Regions from separate parts of the Sus scrofa genome. Here region 1 is linked to region 2. A link is a contact called in public HiChIP or PLAC-seq data. All regions are on one chromosome and are shown on one strand. The core of a region is the stretch at or near the end of the contact, and the rest is flanking DNA. Distances in the headings are between cores, read along the strand shown.

Evidence for each region. HiChIP or PLAC-seq counts read pairs in DNA pulled down with a chosen protein or histone mark.
Region 1: an H3K27ac HiChIP or PLAC-seq map of skeletal muscle shows a contact between it and region 2. The contact joins the promoter of FAM110D here to the promoter of PAFAH2 in region 2. A contact is called at or near these places in 2 of 2 datasets of contacts at active chromatin or transcription factors (alveolar macrophages and skeletal muscle).

The regions. Positions count from the first base shown.
Region 1 is chr6:83,579,943-83,582,656 of Sscrofa11.1, forward strand. FAM110D (family with sequence similarity 110 member D) reads left to right here and starts at 1,420. Exons shown (of 2, transcript NM_001244271.2): 1 at 1,420-1,505. The coding sequence starts at 1,498.
Region 2 is chr6:83,445,641-83,448,617 of Sscrofa11.1, forward strand. It overlaps PAFAH2 (platelet-activating factor acetylhydrolase 2, cytoplasmic), which reads right to left and starts at 1,327. Exons shown (of 11, transcript XM_005665126.3): 1 at 1,069-1,327.

The sequences.
Region 1 (2,714 bases), core at 170-2,669, 130 kb after region 2:
CCCGAGCCAGAGTTATTTTAGTTTCCGACAATAATGAACACGAAAGCATTTTGTAGAGTGCTGTAACAACACAATATGGAACTATCATGGACCTACTCACACTCACACAATACTCCCTTTAACTAGGTAATAAAAATCTCTTGGAGTCCCTGGTAGTGCAGTGGATTAAGGATCCATTATTGACACTGCTGTGGCTCAGGTCATAGCTGTGGCTCGGGTTTGATCCCTGGCCCAGGAACTTTCACATGCCATGGGAGCAGCCAAAAGGAAAAGAAAAAAAAAAAATCTCTTACCTGGAGATGGGCCTTCTCATTTTCAAACTTATTACCTTACTTGACAGGCAGAAGGTGCAATGGAAAGAATGGATCAGGGTTGGAATTAGGTAAATCCCTCCTCCAATCCTGTTTCCTTACCTGTTAAGTGGGGTGGTCACCCCTGCTGAGCCCTCTCTTTAGGGTCCTTGGGAGGGACAAAGGAGATCAGAGAGCACTTGTATGAATATGCTTTGCAAACATTAAAAAGTGCTAGAAGGGAGAGAAAGGGATTTGATAAAAGTAGGCAGATCTGGGGGGAGGCAGGGACCCCTTGGGAGGGGCATTCCTCTTTGAGCTCTGGGTACTGCTGGGGAGAGAGGAGGAGCTCTCCTGGAACCAACATTTTGGGGACAGGGCTTCCCCTTGAGACATGAGGTGTCAAATAAGAAACTGTGCCAGCTCTAGAAGTCCCCAATGGGGCAGAGAAGGAAAGAAGTCCTTTACCCAGTAAAAGGCCCCAGTATCAGCCCTTCATCACCTCTTCCCAGCCAGTTCCATTTGTCGTCAGAGGACCTTGGGCAGAGGCACCTCTGGTGGGCTCCTTTGTGACCTTCATGCCAAGACTTGCTGGGAGGGGCTCACCCTGGATATCGGCAGCACCACTACCCCCCTTAAGTTGCAGATTCCTGGCCTCTCTCCTAGGGAGAGCAAACTTGACACCATCCACACACCTGGACAAGGCAGGTCTAAACCTGTTACAAAAGGAAAACAGCATGGTTAACTAGAACCCTGCCCTGCCTTCCCATCAGAACTAAGAGGATCTGCCAAGACCCAGCAGAGGGGGTTGACCCCATATAAATAGCATGTCCCCCACCCCCCAAGACCTGTGGAGGAAGTATGGGAATCAAGAGACTTTGTTTGGGGTGCTGGCTGTGCCCAAAGCTCACTGTGCCTCTCTGTGCAAATCACTTAACTTGCCAGGGCCTGTTGATTATCTGGAACATGAAGGAGCTGGACGTGGTCCAAAGGTCCTCCGCAGCACTGAGACTGTGACCAGGAAGGAGTTAACAGAGGCCAGGCTCCAGGTCAGGAAGGCAAGGGTTAATCCAAGGGGGGTGGAGGCTCTCTCTGCTTTTCCTGTGGAGAGTGAGGTTTGGCTGCCACCAAAGTTACTTCCAGTCGCTGCTGTCCCTCCTGCCCTCAGTCTAGACCTGCCTTGGGGACCCTGACATTCAGCCTCCCCATGCAGAGGTGAGTGTTTCCTAAGCCCAGAGCTGGGGTGGGAGGGCTCCCAGGCACCCAAGGGCAAGGAGGCTGGCACCAAGCCAGTGAGCACAATCCCCCAGCCTGCATCTGCATCCAGAGCCAAAGTTTGGGCCAAGTTTGGATCACTAACCCCAGTCCTATGAGAAGGTGGGCAAAGGGGTGGAGGGCACAAGATGTCTGCCAGGCGTCTAGGGGTGGAACGTCTGTGGTTGGGCACCAAGGCACCCCAGCAGGCAGAGAAGAGGCAGTGGACAGCAAACTATTTTGGTCCCTGTATTTAGGAACTTTTTATAGCCTCCTGCTTAGGGCTGGGAAGAGGACCGGACAGGAGAGTACCCATGAGGTCAGACCAGCACAGTGCCCTCCTGGGACCTTGGAATCTGACCTAGGCCAGGTTGAGTCCTTGGGAGGCAGGGAGGAGGGCACTTTTAGGCTCTCCTTGCTGCTTGGATTCCCAGTCCCCAGCTACTTATGGGCTGACTTGCTAGAAACTCAATGGGTGTGTGTGTGAGTGGGTGTGTGTGCGTGCATGCGTGTGCATACACAGGTTGCACTGGGGTGAGTGGGTTGGCAGAGTCTCTGCCCCCATGACCCTCACATGAGGTCCCTTCCCCCCATCTCTGGCAAGTTCTGTCCCTTTATTGCCTGGGGACTTGAGGTCTCCTTAGCCCCCAGAACTGATGTGTCCCTCTCAGCTGAATGGAGGATGGGAGGACCAAGGGGAGCAGGGGTTGGGTGGAGTGTGCTGAGCCACGTGGGTGGCCCATTCTGTTACTGCCAAGGGAACTGTCAGCTCTTGATTTACAACCCCTCCTGGTCCTCCTTCCCCAGCAGAAGGGAGGTGGAGGAGAAGGGTCAGGGGGTCTCAGGATGAGAGACCCTGAGGGCAGATTTCTGGGAGTACAAGTTATTAGGAAGAATTAGTGGAAGGAAATTTTTAGTGAGGTAAGGGTCTCATTTCTAATGGAAATTGCTTGGTTTTATAGCAGCAGGAATAGAAGTGAAACGTAGAGGCAAGTTCTGATGGGCAAGTGAGAGATTCATTCTGAACTAGTTCTGGACTGCAAAGCAAGAGATCTGGGTTGCAGCCCTGGGCCCCAGCTCTCAGACCTGAACAAACCCCTCCTCTCTGGGCCAATTTTCTCTTCTATGAAATGGAAATGCAGAGGTAAACAAGTTGATGTTTACAGCTGG
Region 2 (2,977 bases), core at 77-2,576:
ATTTTTCTGGTTTTTCTGGATTACACCCTTTGACAAAATGGTTTCTTTCCTCCCAGCCTTTTCAGGCCTGAGACACTCCTACCAAAACCAGAGTCTACTAAACAGGCCCAGAAGAGCCCAGAGGGAATGGACAGGACTTGCGCTGCAGCTGTCCATCTCCTGGTGGGGCCCCATTTCCAGTGAACAGGGACCGCCCTTCTGCCAGCTGCCTGGACTTTTCATCACTGGCTATTTCAGGACAGAGTCCAAGATAAGCATTTCTCTGGGACTTCCTTTCAGACAAAGCTCTCTGGAGACTTAAAGCTCATTAGTCTGAAGTTTGGTCTCTGAGGGAGTGAGTAATACCATCCTGTTCTTAGAAAATGGAGCCGCCAAACACTCGATGGCAAGTTTGAGCAACAATGGGGCGGAACTATAAAAGGAGCCAAGAGAGCATTCTAGAACATTCATAATTATCATAAAAATGATCGCTCTCGCTTGTGGAGGCTTTACAGTTTATACAGCACTTTCACACATATTAGTCTACTGGCTCCATAAGACAGCCTCAAGCTAAGACTGAGAGAGCAACTGTCACCTCCACTTGGCAGACAAAGAGAGTGAGTCCCAGAGAAGTCGTATGATTAGCCCAGTCACACTGCGAGAGAGCTGCAGAGCTGGAATCAAACCCCGGTCTGCTGACTTTAAGTCCTGGGCTCTTCCGTGGATTGAGAAGGAATGGTGACCCTTCTTCCACTAGCATGAAAAACAGAAAAGTTAGGGCAAGAATGAAGCACACAGAAGGGGCAGCGCACAAGGAAGCCCAGGTTTCAGAGGGGTGACGCCGTGGGCTCAGGGTGGGGCTGTGGACTCCGCTCACCGTGGGATTCCGGGGCAGCTGGGGGAGTGACAGCGCAAGATGACAGTGGGAGAATGAAGGATGCGGGTGGATACTCGAGGTGTCTCAACAGGAAACAGAAAGTAATGTGCAGTTGCTAGGATTGAGAGGAGGAGTCTCCAAACCGGGCTGGAATATGAGAAACTCCGCAGACACTTCAGTTCAGAATAAAAGTTTTCTCCAATCAAACTTACCCAGTCAAGGTGATCCCTCAGAAGCAGCCCAGACTATCACCTCAACGGAATCGAGACGCTGCCCCGGAGCCCCTGGCCCTTCGGTAGTTGTAGTTTCCACAACTCAACCTTAGCGCTTAAAAACGTGTCCCGCCCCTCTGTCCGGAACTATAACTCCCGAGGTGCACCGCGCGAGATTGCCCATAAAGACCCTAGGACTACAATCCCCAAAATTCCACACGGCCCCCCTCATCGTTGGGCGCAACCCCAAGGCCGGGATGCGGTACAATTCCTCCACCTGGTGGTCGATTATGAAAGCCTGAGCGGAGGATTACGGTTTATAGTTCCGGTTAGTAACCCTCCGCCTAATTGTTCCTCAAATAATCCCTGGGTGTGTCTGAGGGTAGCTGGAGCTTTTTTTTTATTCTCAGGGAATAAGTCTGATCTTGTTTTGTGTTCCCCACTTTGCTTCCTGTGAGAGTATAAAACTGCTCATTCAAATTCAGGGCACATTCCCCACCAACCTGTACCTGTTGACACGTGATATTCCATTGTCCTACAGAAATGCATGGCCAGAACTGAGAGGATCCTGAGAGATCCCGCGCTGTCCCACCAGCCCCTCCGTCCATCCTCGCTTTGCCGGTTCTTAGGGACACAATGGTGAATAGGTTACTGTCGCTAGCCTAAAAAGAATTCACAGTCCAGCAGAGGATTGGGACAAATGAATAATTACACAGTGCTGTGCGTTTTCTAATGGGGAAAAACCAAGGGGTTGTGGGGGCCTTCTTGTAAAGAAACACCTGCCCAGGCCTGGGGAAATGGAACGGTGTTATCACGGCTTCCTGGAGATTTTACAGAAATGTTAAAATTGAGAACTGAAGGAATAGAACTTACCGGGGGTACTGAGAATGTGAAGAATGTTTTACACCCCAGCTGGAGCACAGAGCATGCGGGATGGAATAAAGAGTCATATCTGAGGAGGAAGGGCCACATCCTCAGGAGCCTTGTAAACTTCCATAAGAAATCTGGATTATTCAAGCAGCTCAAAAACTTTCAAAGGCTTCCTACTACCTACTGAATGCAGTACTAACTTCTTAGCTTGGCATTCAATGTCCTCCCCAACCTGGACCCCCACCTACTTCCTCAGAAGTATTGCCAGTGGTGTTCTCTGCCAGGAATCGCCCCTCTTCTGCCCTACCCCCAGCTGTTCACCTCCTCACCAATCTCAGGACTAGCAGGTTCTGGAGTCCTAGTTGTGGTACAGCAGAAATGAATCCGACTAGGAACCATGAGGTTGCGGGTTTGATCTGTGGCCTCGCTCAGTGGGTTAAGGATCTGGCATTGCTGTGGGCTGTGGTGTAGGTCACAGATGCGTTGCTGTGGCTCTGGCATAGGCTGGTGGCTACAGCTCCCATTCGACCTCTAGCCTGGGAACCTCCATATGCCGGGGGAGCAGCCCAAGAAATGGCAAAAAGACAAAAAAAAAAAAGAAGACTATCAGGTTCTTATTGTTACCTCCACACTTATATTCATGCTCTTCCCTCCACTAGGCACTCTGCCCTGCCTGGTGGCCTGTCTAATCCTGTTCTTCCGTGGAATCTACCTCTCCACGAAGCTTCTCTGATTCCGCTCCAGTCCCAAACCACCTCTACACCCTCTAGGTGCTTACCTCACACCGCCTTGCATCTTCTACCAGGTGGGAGGCCTTAACTCTCCAATAAGTTGTGAGCTCCTTAAGGTCAGGTGCTGAGTCATACAGCTGATCCCTCCATCTACCCTCAAATCACCAGGGTCCGGATTCCATGCTCCAGACTTTAGACTGTCCTCTCTTCCTGACACACTGTCACCACTACTGTCCTTCCAGAAGCCAAGATAAAGTCATCAGGAAAGAGTGATGGCAGCAGTACCCTGTGATAATCAAACCCTGGAT